Linked DNA regions of Mus musculus: region 2 is linked to region 1. The links are chromatin contacts, called in public HiChIP or PLAC-seq maps. All regions are on one chromosome and are shown on one strand. The core of a region is the stretch at or near the end of the contact, and the rest is flanking DNA. Distances in the headings are between cores, read along the strand shown.

The links. HiChIP or PLAC-seq counts read pairs in DNA pulled down with a chosen protein or histone mark.
Region 2: a CTCF HiChIP or PLAC-seq map of the NIH/3T3 cell line shows a contact between it and region 1, with 5 read pairs. The contact joins two enhancer-like sites. A contact is called at or near these places in 1 of 15 datasets of contacts at CTCF or cohesin (the NIH/3T3 cell line), 2 of 484 Hi-C or Micro-C datasets (cerebral cortex and nephron progenitors), 1 of 115 datasets of contacts at active chromatin or transcription factors (fibro-adipogenic progenitors) and 1 of 9 other capture datasets (embryonic stem cells).

Annotation. Positions count from the first base shown.
Region 1 is chr10:66,851,548-66,857,486 of GRCm38.p6, reverse strand. No RefSeq gene overlaps it. Among named protein-coding and RNA genes, the nearest start is that of Gm31416, 20 kb to the right of the region's middle. Within about 2 kb of position 4,561, at least 144 of the 459 cell types and tissues checked have an H3K27ac peak or open chromatin away from gene starts, as enhancers often do. A contact at or near this core is called in the NIH/3T3 cell line, where this site is marked.
Region 2 is chr10:67,745,668-67,751,749 of GRCm38.p6, reverse strand. Gm40681 (a long non-coding RNA gene) reads left to right here. Exons shown (of 3, transcript XR_871797.3): 2 at 1,620-1,736; 3 at 2,512-2,598. Among named protein-coding and RNA genes, the nearest start is that of Gm40681, 30 kb to the left of the region's middle. Within about 2 kb of position 4,194, at least 29 of the 459 cell types and tissues checked have an H3K27ac peak or open chromatin away from gene starts, as enhancers often do. A contact at or near this core is called in the NIH/3T3 cell line, where this site is marked.

The DNA of each region.
Region 1 (5,939 bases), core at 3,312-5,811:
GAGCTGTCCTGAGATTAGAACCTGGGTCTTTCATTTCCTGTTTTTGGTTTCTGAATGTTGCAAAGATGGCTTTTCGGTTGCTTTTGTTTCTCTGGGGAGACCAGACTGTAGTCATGTCACCTTTCACAGAACCATGATCTGTTTTAGTCTGGAATAATTTGTTTTCTATCCACATGCACAGAATCTCCTCAGTCCTTTGGGGCTGGCTCATTCCTCCCCCCCCCTGGCCTTTGGATTCCCTTTGTAGAGTTTTGTTGATTTTAAGATCTCACAGGACAGTTTGCAAATGGGGTCCCAGAGAATTCAAATGTCCGGGTTCTTGCCTGGCCACATGCATCTATTTTAGATTCATATTTGATGAATAGTTTTTGCTTAGAAAGGAAATTTAAGTTGAAAATATTTCCTTTGGAATTAACAAAATGAAAATTAAAAAAAACCCACAAGTGGCTGATGAGGTGACTTAGCAGTTAAGACGCTGGCTGCTTTTCTAGAGGACCATGGTTAATTCTCAGCACCCATGTGGCAGCTCACAGCCATCTGCAAGTCCAGTCTCAGGGATTTCTGCGCCTTCTTTTGTCCTCTGTGGGCACTGCATACAGGAAGGCAAAATACCCATGTGTATAAAATAAAAACAGATAAATATTTTTAAAAATTAACCACCCCATGAAATATCATTTTTGCTTGTCTTCTAACATCTAATAATGCTATAGGAAGTCTGATACTGGTGAAATTAAAAAAAAAAAAAAGGTATCCCTTTCATAGAAGCCTGCATAATTCCTTTGAATTTTTTTTTATTCCTTTGAATTTTTAAAAAAAATTTCTGGAGGGTTTGAGTGGTATGTATGTATGTATGTATGTATGTATGTATATGCATATGTATATGTATATGCATACATATACGCATATATACACACGCATATATATGTATGTATATAACCTTACTATGTAACTTACTATGTAACTATGTAACCCCAGAATGTCCTTGAACTTACTATGTAGCTCAGGCTGGCATCCAGTTTGCCATCTTCCTGCCTCAGCTTCCCCAGTGCTGGGCATACAGATGAGTGTTCCTATGCCCTGCCCTGCCTTTGCAGGGCTTGTCGTGTGGTCGTGGTCTTAGTGGTGCATGCATGGAGCCTTCAAATCTCATCTTTGCTCTCAGGACTTTTGTTTTTGAATTTTCACTCTGTCTGGGGAAACAGTCTTGGCTGTGTCTTTTAGATCATGTGTATTGTTTTTATTAGATTTTAAGTTATATATATTTTTTATTGTGTGTGTGACATATGTGAGTTTGCAGGCCAGATTTCAACTTGCGGGGGTCAGTTCTTTCTTTCTATCAGGTAGGTCCGGAGTATCGAACTCACGTTGTTAGGCTTGGCTGAAAACACCTGTAATTTTTAAAATGTATATGTCTGTGTATATGTATATTACATGTGTGAGTGCTGACAAAGGTCATGAAGACCTCCGTGGGGATTCCCCCACCCAAGTCACGAGATAGTGTGCACCCAAAGAATCATGAGAGACCATCTTGGTGCAAACACATGAGGTAGTTTAATGTCGGAGTATCTCACACTGGAGACAGAGGTGTTGACCACGAGGCTCAGACGCTAGGGGTTTATATAGGAAAAGAGTGGGGGTAGGGGAAGAATTGGCATGGCTTCACACAATTGGACAGTTTAAACATCAGCAAACTGTACGTGCAGATCGAGGTAACAGCAGAGCATCTGGTTAACATTTAACTCAGGTCAGAAGGGTGGGAGATAGGGAGGCGCCAGGCCAGTCCAGACATTCTTGTATGTCTTCCCTATCTTTATGGCTAGTCAGTTCCTGGGATGACTTTACAGCCTCTGTTCTTTGCTCTAGGCCCCCAAAGCCCTCCTAACTAGCAAGCCGCATGAGTCATGGACCTTGAATTTTAATTTTCTTTCAGTCAGAAGGGGGGCATTAGGTCACCTGCTTTTGGAGTTACAGGTGACTGTGGACCACCTGTCTAATGTAGGTGCTGGGAACTGAACTCAGGTCTTCTGTTAGAGCAGTCAGTGCTGTTAACCACTGAGTCATCTCTCCAGACGTTTAAGTATATTTGTTTGCTTGCTTTTGTTTTTTTGAGAGAGTTTCTCTGTGTAGTCTTGGCTGTCCTGGAACTCACTCTGTAGACCAGGCCTTGAACTCTGCCTGTCTTTGCCTTTCAAGTGCTGGGATTAAAGGTATTCACCACCAGCCACTACAGTCAGTTTCAAGTATATTCTCGAAAGAACAGATTGACTTAAATTCTTTCATTGGGGTTTTGTTTTCTGATCACAGTCTTTTCTGAGACGTCTCTGAGTGTGTGAGCATGTGCATATGCATCTTCCTGCATCGGAGTGTACGATCACGTGGTTCTGTTTTCTCTGTTCTCTGCGGATACCCACCAGCATTAAAACCAAACCTTCCATTTCTCACTACTTCTGTGTCTCTGGGTTTGTTGCCGGCTCATTCTGATCTTTCATTTTCATCGTTTCAGTCTTTGTCTATTTCCAGCTGGGCACACTCTCCCTGGCCTAACCTCTTACTTCACCTAGACGGCAGCTTTTCAGTTCTCTGACAGGGTGGTGCTGCAGACAGCTCTCTGCATCCTCCACGGAGGGAATGGCTGACTGGCACTGCCCTGAACTCTTCGTAGAGAAGACCTATGACCATCTGTACAACGGGATTGTGTTAGTAGAGGGTTTTTTTTCTTTGTTTTGTTTTGTAAGGAGTGGGGTCTCAGTCCATGCTAAGCATAAAAGCTAGTTTCCATTCATGACGAATAACAACAACTTACCAGGCATGTGTCTATAAGATGTAGACACATCTTTCCACCCCCCCAACCAGAAAGGTAGTTACTGCAATTCCACTCTATAAAGGAAGATCATCACCAAGTTAGGAGGATTCTTGTAAAGTTACCCAGTCAGGATACTCCAACATACTATCTGAACCTACCGTTTTTTTGGGGTGTGTGTGTGTGTGTGGGTGCTTTCCAAGCCATTCCAAAGGGCTTTTCTCTGTGCCTAGACAATTCCAAAGGGCTTTTCTCTGTGCCTAGACAATAGGCGAGTAACTATTGCCACATTTCAAAGAGCATCGGTTCTTCAAAAATGATTTTTCAGCTATGCAAAAAGTGTCTGCAAAAGCAGACTCAGCCCTCATGCCCGAAACTATTTTAGGAGACGAGGACCTGTTGTTTATTGGGAGAAAAGCTGGTGCAGAATTTTGAAGGACTCTGTTGAAAATAGATGGATTTGTAAATTGTAGGCAGAGGAAGGACTCTTGTCTTTTTTTTTTTTTTTAAACAAGATTGAATTTTGCCTAACTCAAGGGAAAGCAATCTATACTTGATTAGTAGAGTGCAACATTATGCTTCACTTCCAGTAAAACTTAAGTGATTTGGTTAGCAAAGGATGTCTTTTAAGTTCTGCAAGAGCCAGAGCGTCAGGTGTAGTAGCTCAAAGAGTGCTTGCTGAGCATGCGAAAAGCCCTGGGTTCCATCCCCAGCACCACGCCACCAAGCGTTGTGGTGAAGCAGGTAATCCAAACTCTTGGAACACTTTGGAGGTGAAGGCAGGAGGATTAGAAATTCGGGGTCACTCTTGGAAGCTATCCCACAATACGTGAGACCTTGTTTTGAAAAAAAAAAAAACAGTAAAGTTGCATATGAGTTAATTAGTTATTACAACCTGAGGGTCAGGGGACAGAGGCTAAAGAGTTCTAGGAATCATGAAACTCAGATCAGATGTATGGGAGAAATGAGGAACGTGCTTATTAGCTGACGAACGTGCTTATTAGCTGGCATTTGAGACAGACACCCAGCATTATGTAAAGAGCAAAACCAACCAAATGAACAAAATAAAAATAGGGTGTAGAAATAAAGGGGTAAATAATAACGGGCGTTAGATGGATTGTCTTGCATTCTACCTACAGCTGTCCCTTCCACCTCCTAAGCTTCTGAGATCTGTGCTCTCGCACAGATGGCAGAAGCTTTACCCTGAAGATTTGACTTTGCTCTTTAGTTTGCTGTGCTCCCTAATCCGTTCCTTCCGTAAACGCCCATTTCGAAGCGCTTTCTAAATTTGGTTTGCGCGCCCCCTACTGGCAGACCTGATTATCATTCTCAATTGCATTTGAGCATTTCAGCGTTGCCCAAAAACCTCATGACATTTGCTAAGAACCAAGGAAACTTTGTCTTTCATTTGATACGCTTTTCGGACAGCCAGAGGCATCTGCCTACAATTTGCTTCGTGATTGTTCGTGATAACAACGCAATGCAGGGCAAATTAAAATGCACGCCTAGCAAAGCTGGTATTTTTTTTGGTAACTAACTGCTCTGTCTCCTTGAATAAAAGTGACCTCTCTTCCTACTTTCGAGATTTTTGTTTGTTTGTTTAAGGTTTGCTTAGTGCAAAATTTAAAGCAGATTAAAGAAAAAAACCAACCGACTATATTATAATTTATTTCACAACCTCCTCCGACTCTGTCTTCAGATGTTAGTCTGTAGCCGCACATGACAATGACTAAGACATCATCAGCTGGGCTGGGGTGCCAGGAGGAAGCAGTTTCTATTTCTGTCTCCATTTTTCTCCTCACTGTTTGAGTAGGTCACGGGTTGGTGTGTAGACAGCAACTCTCCTTTTGTGCCTGTCCTGGCAGCAATGAAGGCAAGCTAAAGAAGCCCTTGGGGTCCCCCCTTTGGCTATCAGACTGTTGAATCAATGGTCTTCAAGAAACTGGAATTTCCCCAGAAGTCTCATGCTGGGAAAAGGGAAGAGCTACGAGCCTGGTGCCCCTCAGAGGAGGGGTTTGCTTTCCTGAAAGAGATTTAACACAGTTTAAAAAAAAGATTCCTTTTGATGACTTCTTTATTTTATTTTATTTTATTTTATTTTATTTTATTTTATTTTATTTTATTTTTCATGTGCATTGATGTTTTGCTTGCATGACTTTTTGGTTGTATGAGGTCCCCTGCAACTGGAGGATCAGACAAACATAAACTGCCACATGGGTGCTGGGAATTGAACCAGGGACCTCTGGAAGAGCAGCCAGTACTTGTAATCTCTGAGCCATCTCTCCAGCCCCGAGATTTAACGCAGTTTGAGAGCTTATCAGATCACCTCCCAGGGCAGACTGCATCTGAGCTGATGGTGGCCTGGACCGGGTCTTGACCAGTATTGCTTGCCTCTAGCCCTTGATTTAAACAAACCTGGCTAGAACCTGTTTATCACTGTCTGTATTTACAGTCGGAACTGGGAATTGCTCTATTCTTTTTTGTCGCTCTATGCTATTTGAACACTAAGCTGACTGTTACCATCAGAAGTGAGTATCAGGCGATAGGGAAGTGGCTTAGTCAAGTGCTTGCCTTGCAAGCATGATGACCTGAGCTTGACCTCTAGAAGCAACGCATCCCCATGAAACTGGTATCTTCTGGGAATCTCATGATGGATGCTTGTAATCTCAGTACTAGGGACGTGGAGATAGCAAAAACCAGGCTGAGCTTTAGGCCAGGGAGAGACCCTGTGTAAAAAACAAGTGTGACTCCTGACAGACAAGTGACTGGGGGCTGTCCTCTGGACATTTGAACATTTATACACATGTACAAACACCCAACCACATGCAGTACACACATGTACACACACACTGGAACACACATGCACTCCTGTGCACATATGCATGTGCACACATATGCATGCATGCACACGCAAGCCCCAAAACACATGTGGACACACATACACATGCAGCACACACACATACAGGCACACACATGCATACATAGAATGAATGTCAGATGTCATGGTCTCCATCATTTTTCTCTTTTTCAAGGAATGTGGTTTCTTATTTGAATTTCATTTTTCTGCATAATAAAATATATTAAGTAAAGAAAGACCCCATAGCACATGCTTTCACCCCAGAATGCAAATGACCATTAG
Region 2 (6,082 bases), core at 2,945-5,444, 890 kb before region 1:
GAGGTTGTAAGCAAGGTGAGGAGCAAGAAGGGCCTGGGTGGCCTGTGCTGTAGTGCTGTGAGGAGACTTCGAGACTGTCTGGGATGAACAGAGCTCTCAACAGTTTTCAGTTAACCACTCGAACGTCCCATCCAAGAACATTCCAGATCTTCTGGTTGCAGTCCGTGCACATCCGTGGCTCCAGGATGTCCTCCAGGAGCCCCCGTCTTTCACCTAGGAACTTGGTAGACTGGAAAATTCTCACGCATTTTCCTCAAGACCTATTATCAGAGCAGGAGTCTAGCATTCCTGCCATCTGTTTTAACAAGCCTTCCAGTGGATTCTGAGGTTTTCCAAGATTTCAAAATCAATAGACGAACACCCGATGATGGCAATTCCCCTACTGTGTCCAAAATTCGAGAGACAATTTTTTTCTCTTTCCAGCTTACATTAGTATTGGAGAAGGAAATATGCTTTTTACAACATGGCTAAGCAATTCTCTGCCTTTTGTTCAGATTTAAAATTATCCTATGGAACTTGTAATGAACTGTAGTCATCCATTTATCAGGAGTTACTTTAAATGTACATTGGGAGTTTCTTTTATAGGAATTTAAGTTATGAATGCAGACCTTAAGGAGACAGTACTATTGACAGTACTATTTAAAAATTAAAACAGCATAAGGACTGGAAACAAGGCTCAATTGTTGAGAGTACTTTATGTTCTTCTAGAAGACTGGTGTTCAATTCCCAGTGCCCATATCACATAGCTCAGAACTGCTGTAACTCCAGCTTCAGAGGGTCTAATGATCTCTTATGGCATGCTCTCTCTCTCCCTCTCCCTCTCCCTCTCCCTCTCCCTCTCTTCCCTCCCCCTCTCCCTCTCCCTCTCCCCTTCCCCCTCCCCTCTCCCTCTCTTTTTCTCTTTCTATCTCAAAGGAAGGATCATTTCTGATGACTCTCAAAGGCTCAATTAAATGATAGCAAAAGATTAACTCATAAGAGCACAAGGAAGGAGAAGAAAGCTAGGACCATTCCAATAACCATCTCTCTCCTAAAATCTATCATCAGTATAGGATAGGAACCTACTAGTCCCTCATATCCCTCCATGACTGACAGTGACAGGCCCAGGTTAATGTAAGCCTAGCCAGGAAGCTGCAGCTGCTGAGAGTTCCTGATTGCAATGGCCATACTGTTCCTGGACTATGGGATTTTGTAGCTCCTCTCCTTATCTTCCGGTACACTCTTTCTGAATTTCTCTCTGAGCCTTAGAGAGAAAGGTATACATCTCCTGTTTAGGGTTGAATATTCAGCTATCACTTACTCTCAGTCCCTTGAGCAGCCATGAATCTTTGCCTCCTCCACACATAGACACGTCTCTAATAAAGGCTCAGCAGAGCATGTGCTTATGGATACAAACATGGGAGACATTTTGATGTTGTATCAGTGTAGTTTAAAAAGACTAGTAAGCTTGTTGCTAGGGCCTAAGACTTCTTCAGTCAAGTATTTTTGACTGAGTCTACACTACCAGGCAGGACCTTCTTCCTCTTGTAGAACAAGCCTTAAACCCAAGCAGAGAACAGTTGGTTGTCGCCATAGCAATTGTATTACTATTATACAAGAGGTCATATCTTGCCTTGCAGGTTAGGATCCTTATTCTTAGGAGCCATAGCTGGGTAGGAGTGTTGAGCTGACGTCCCTTCTCCTCTAAGAAACCTGCTGAACACCTTCCTGTGGCCCTGTGAAAACCAGCCAGTGAGGTAACAGTTTCTAGTTCAATTCCAACCTAATTGTTCTATATCCTGCAACTAAGGTGAAGCACATACATTGTACACACATCTACAGGCATACATAATACACCTACGTACATGTACACACAATCATATTGAAGCAAGGATCAGTCTTATAAAAGTTTGATATTAGATCTGTCGGAATATCTAAAGTAATACTCGTTCTCTGTTTACTCAGCTAATCTCCCTCTCGTAACAAATTTTCATCTGCTACTTCAAGGGAGTTTTAATTTTCTGTCTTATTTATATTTAAATTTCCCGTACTTAATGTTCTTCTGAAAATGATTTATCCTTTAATTGAACATGGCTGGTAGGAGCCAATGCATTGTCCTGACATTATGATATATAGATTCTGCCTATTAGCATTACAGAAATCACTATAAACCTTACTGGCATTTTAATTAAAATAAAGCTTGCTGGTAGTTCAGGAACCATGTGAGAAAGAAGAGAAAGAGAATAAAGTAAAACTACCCATGTAGCGGATCACACATTAACATGTTGATAGACGAATGGTACCACTTTGAACATGGGCTGTGACGTGGGATTTTAGGACACACTGAGAAGATACATCCCCATAGAGAAGCCTGGAATGTGGTCATTTCTCCTTTCTGGAACTCAGGGCTGATGTGTCCCTATAGAACATGCTGCGATGGGCTCCTTTCTCTTGATATTTTCTTCTGTGACAGGGGACCTAAGGACCTAGAGACTGTTTTGTTGATTCTGATTGGCCTTTCTTGTTCTCCAGGTATGGTGGCATTTAGATACTGTCCTTGGGAATTACCCATGTTCCTCGTTTATTTGTACCTGCCTACTAAAACAGAAAAACAAAAGGTACCCTATGGTAATGTATGACCTGCTGTTATCAACAGAAATAAAGTATCCATTTGTCATGATTCCTCCCTCATTTATAAAATCAAGAGGAAGTTGATGATGGCCTATTATGTAAACACTCTGTGCTACAGCTATATTTGTATTAGATACTTTCTGTCCACGTATACTTATGTGACTTGTTAGGAGCTAATGATTTTCCTTAGACAGCCTCAACCTATTTTGATGAAGCAGCCTTGGATTTCTTTGGTTTAGTTTGCGATACTCCACTGAGGACATCCCAGGGCTTACAGGCCCCATGCTTCTTCCCCTTTCTAGCCTCATGTCAGAAGTTCCTCAGGAATCCAGTTCTGAAAATCACTAGAGGGTGTGCATTGTGCGAACCCATGAGAACATACACTGTTCCCCATTCTCTGACTTACTCTCTGGTTCTTTTCTGACCAGATTACACTGAGAGTGAGTCAAGTTATTTTTTTTTCTTTTATCCAAGTCCCTGGAAGTTGGTCCGTAGCCTGGACTCACCTCGTTCCTATATAGACACGGCTAAGAGACTCATTCGAAATCTGACTCATTAGCTCAGGAGACACAGCACCGAATCCATGTTCTTTACATAAAGTGGAAATGATACTTAGCCAGCAGTGCCACAGATGGAGATCCAGCTGCATAGTAATATAATAATAAGCAGATTGCTGATGTCAGCGACTAGGGTGCTGCAGCCTGCTCAAAGCTTTTGCTACTCTAGCATCTTCTTTCATTCAAAACCTGTTGTGCTTATGTGCCCTTTGAATGACAGGTCATCTTCAAATTTCACCAAGTGCTCCCAATCCAAGATGGCTGGGGGTACTTAGGAGCTCGTGCTGAAGCTTTGCCGGGCAAGAAGCAGCTGTCACCTGAAAAAAGAGGAATAGCATGAATCCACAGATTTCCTTAGAACCCATGTCTCCAGACAGTGCCCAGACACTGGAGGAAGTCTGAAGCTTTAGAACTCACCACAGTGTAAGTGAGAGAGGGGAATTCTTCACATGCAGCCGATGAAATAATGGGTAACTGGTCTCTAGCAAATGGCCAGACATTTCCAAGAAAAGACTCAAGCGACAGCTCTCCAGTCATTACATGGAGGTACACGGGTCTCGTCGGGGGGGGGGGGGGGCTCAAGATAAATAGCATGATGACTGCACTTTGTATTTCTCCAAGTGAGCCTGTAGGGGAATCAGCTAAATGACATGAAAATGGTCATCTGTTATGGATGAGAATAATAACCCCATAAAGTCATTTTTATCCCGAGTTCAGATCCGCCTGCTTCTCTCCCCTCTCTTTCCACATGCTGTAATGGGATAAGTGGTGTTTTCAATCAGGGAGGGATGGGGGAAATTAAGAAGCTTCAGGAAAACTGTATCCCGACTTTCCAAGCCCTGTCTAGGCCAGTCTACGGTCTAGGCAGAGGCTGCCTTCCTCCTGCCTGGAGATTTCCATGGCCAGCGGAAGCAAGGCAGGGACAGCTGAAAATAATTGCCCTTGTGACCCTTTCCCAAGGAGATCCTAAGGTTGAAGGCTTGGAGACTCAGCTTGTTGCCATCCTGCCTTCATTTCTCTGGGTAAGAAGTCATGCTGAATGAATTTGTGATTCACTTCATAAACACTTGAGGGAATGGTTTCTTGCCTCCTTGAGCCATGTTTTGAAATCTGGTCTGCACCACCCTTCAAAATATAAAAGAAAAAAAATAAAGGAAAGCTTTAATAAACCAAATGACTGCTTTGCTCAACAAAGGCAAAGAGTGTCTCTATTAGTGTTCATTATGGGAGAGTCTGCCCCAGTAGGGTGTGCATGACGTAGGTATCAGCCCTGACTGACTGGGGGGCGGGTAGTTTACAGAGAGAATGACTACATTTCAAATGGTTTGAAAACATATTTATAAAGTCTAGAAATGTAAGGTGACTTTATTTATTCTGCATCTATGTGGCAAATTTATCAGATCCAACTGCTTTCCTAAGAACACCCCCTACTCACTGAAGAAACCTTCTTCATTTGAAATATGCATTCTTTCTCTTTGGAAATTCATTACATTAAAGTATATGGGAGGGGTAGGGAGAAGACCTAGTTAGCAAAGTGTTTACATTGAAAGTACAGGGACCTGAGTTTGATCCTCAAACCCCACATTAATTAGAAGGAGGAGGAGGAGGAGAGGAAGAGGAAAAGGAAGAGGAAGAAAGAGGAGGGGGAGGAGGAGAAAGAGAAGGAGAAGGAGAAGAGGAGAAGAAGAAGAAGAAGAAGAAGAAGAAGAAGAAGAAGAAGAAGAAGAAGAAGAAGAAGAAGAAGAAGAAGAAGAAGAAGAAGAAGAAGAAGAAGAAGAAGAAGGCGGCAAGTATAGGGGTGCTTGTAATGCTAGCCCAGGGGATGCAAGAGGCAGGCAGGTCCCTGTATCTCACTTGCCAGACAGTCTAACCTAAGTGGTAAGCAGGGGGCCAGTCAGAGATCCCTGGCTTAAAAAAAAGGAACAACAACAAAAGTAAGAGTGTCCTCTGGGGAATGACACCAGACATGTTTCTCTGGTCTCCATAGCCGAGCACACACACACACACACACACACACACACACACATACACATTTGTATGCATACCCAGGTGTGTGCACATACCCACATGCTCACACACATGTAACTCTACACAAACTCTATGCTATACTCACGGTATATGATTTTAGAAGAGAAATAAAAAAAGACAGAGAGCATGTATACTCTGCTTACACTGAAACTGAGCAATTGGCTTGGCCCAATCAGCTCAGTTATGAGACTCACATGGACTTTGGCCAACAAGATCTGGATGCTCTTCAAGTAAAATACCAGATGGCTCAACTAACCAGCTCTATCCACCGATATCCAATTGTTTTGCACAGAGAGACTGAGCCTTGAGCAGAGCCTATAGTGTATCAGCTGTCATATTTCATTGACTCCTAAGTGAAGAATAAATCTCTGAGAACATTCTCATTTCCGTAGATGAACAAGTCTTCTATGCCAAGTCTTCCCAACACTCCGTATAGCATAGCAGATTATTCTATTGACAGAGCACATTGCATGTAAAATATAGGGTTCAAAGCCAGAGTAGCTGGTTTCATGACACCCTTGTCTTAGGGATTTACATACCTGTACACGTCATTGACCCTTGGGTAAGGCAGTTGTTTGAAGGCACAATGAATGACATTGCCAAGTGAACAGTGTCTCAAGGCAGGAGATGGCCCCCAACTTCCTCTTATGATATCCACATCATAGACTCTGTCAGCCTAGAACACAGGAAGAAAATAATTAGAATGTTATGAATTCATTAGGTAGAGGATGAACTTTTAGGGATGCTTACAGGAAGATGGCATTGTGAAAAGGATTTCTTATGGGGGAAATTTTGTTTGCTACAAGGACCCATGGTGAAAGATAGTTAGGTACAATAAGCCTACTACCTATGGCCTGTTAGTCTTTAACAATTATCTTGAGGTATGT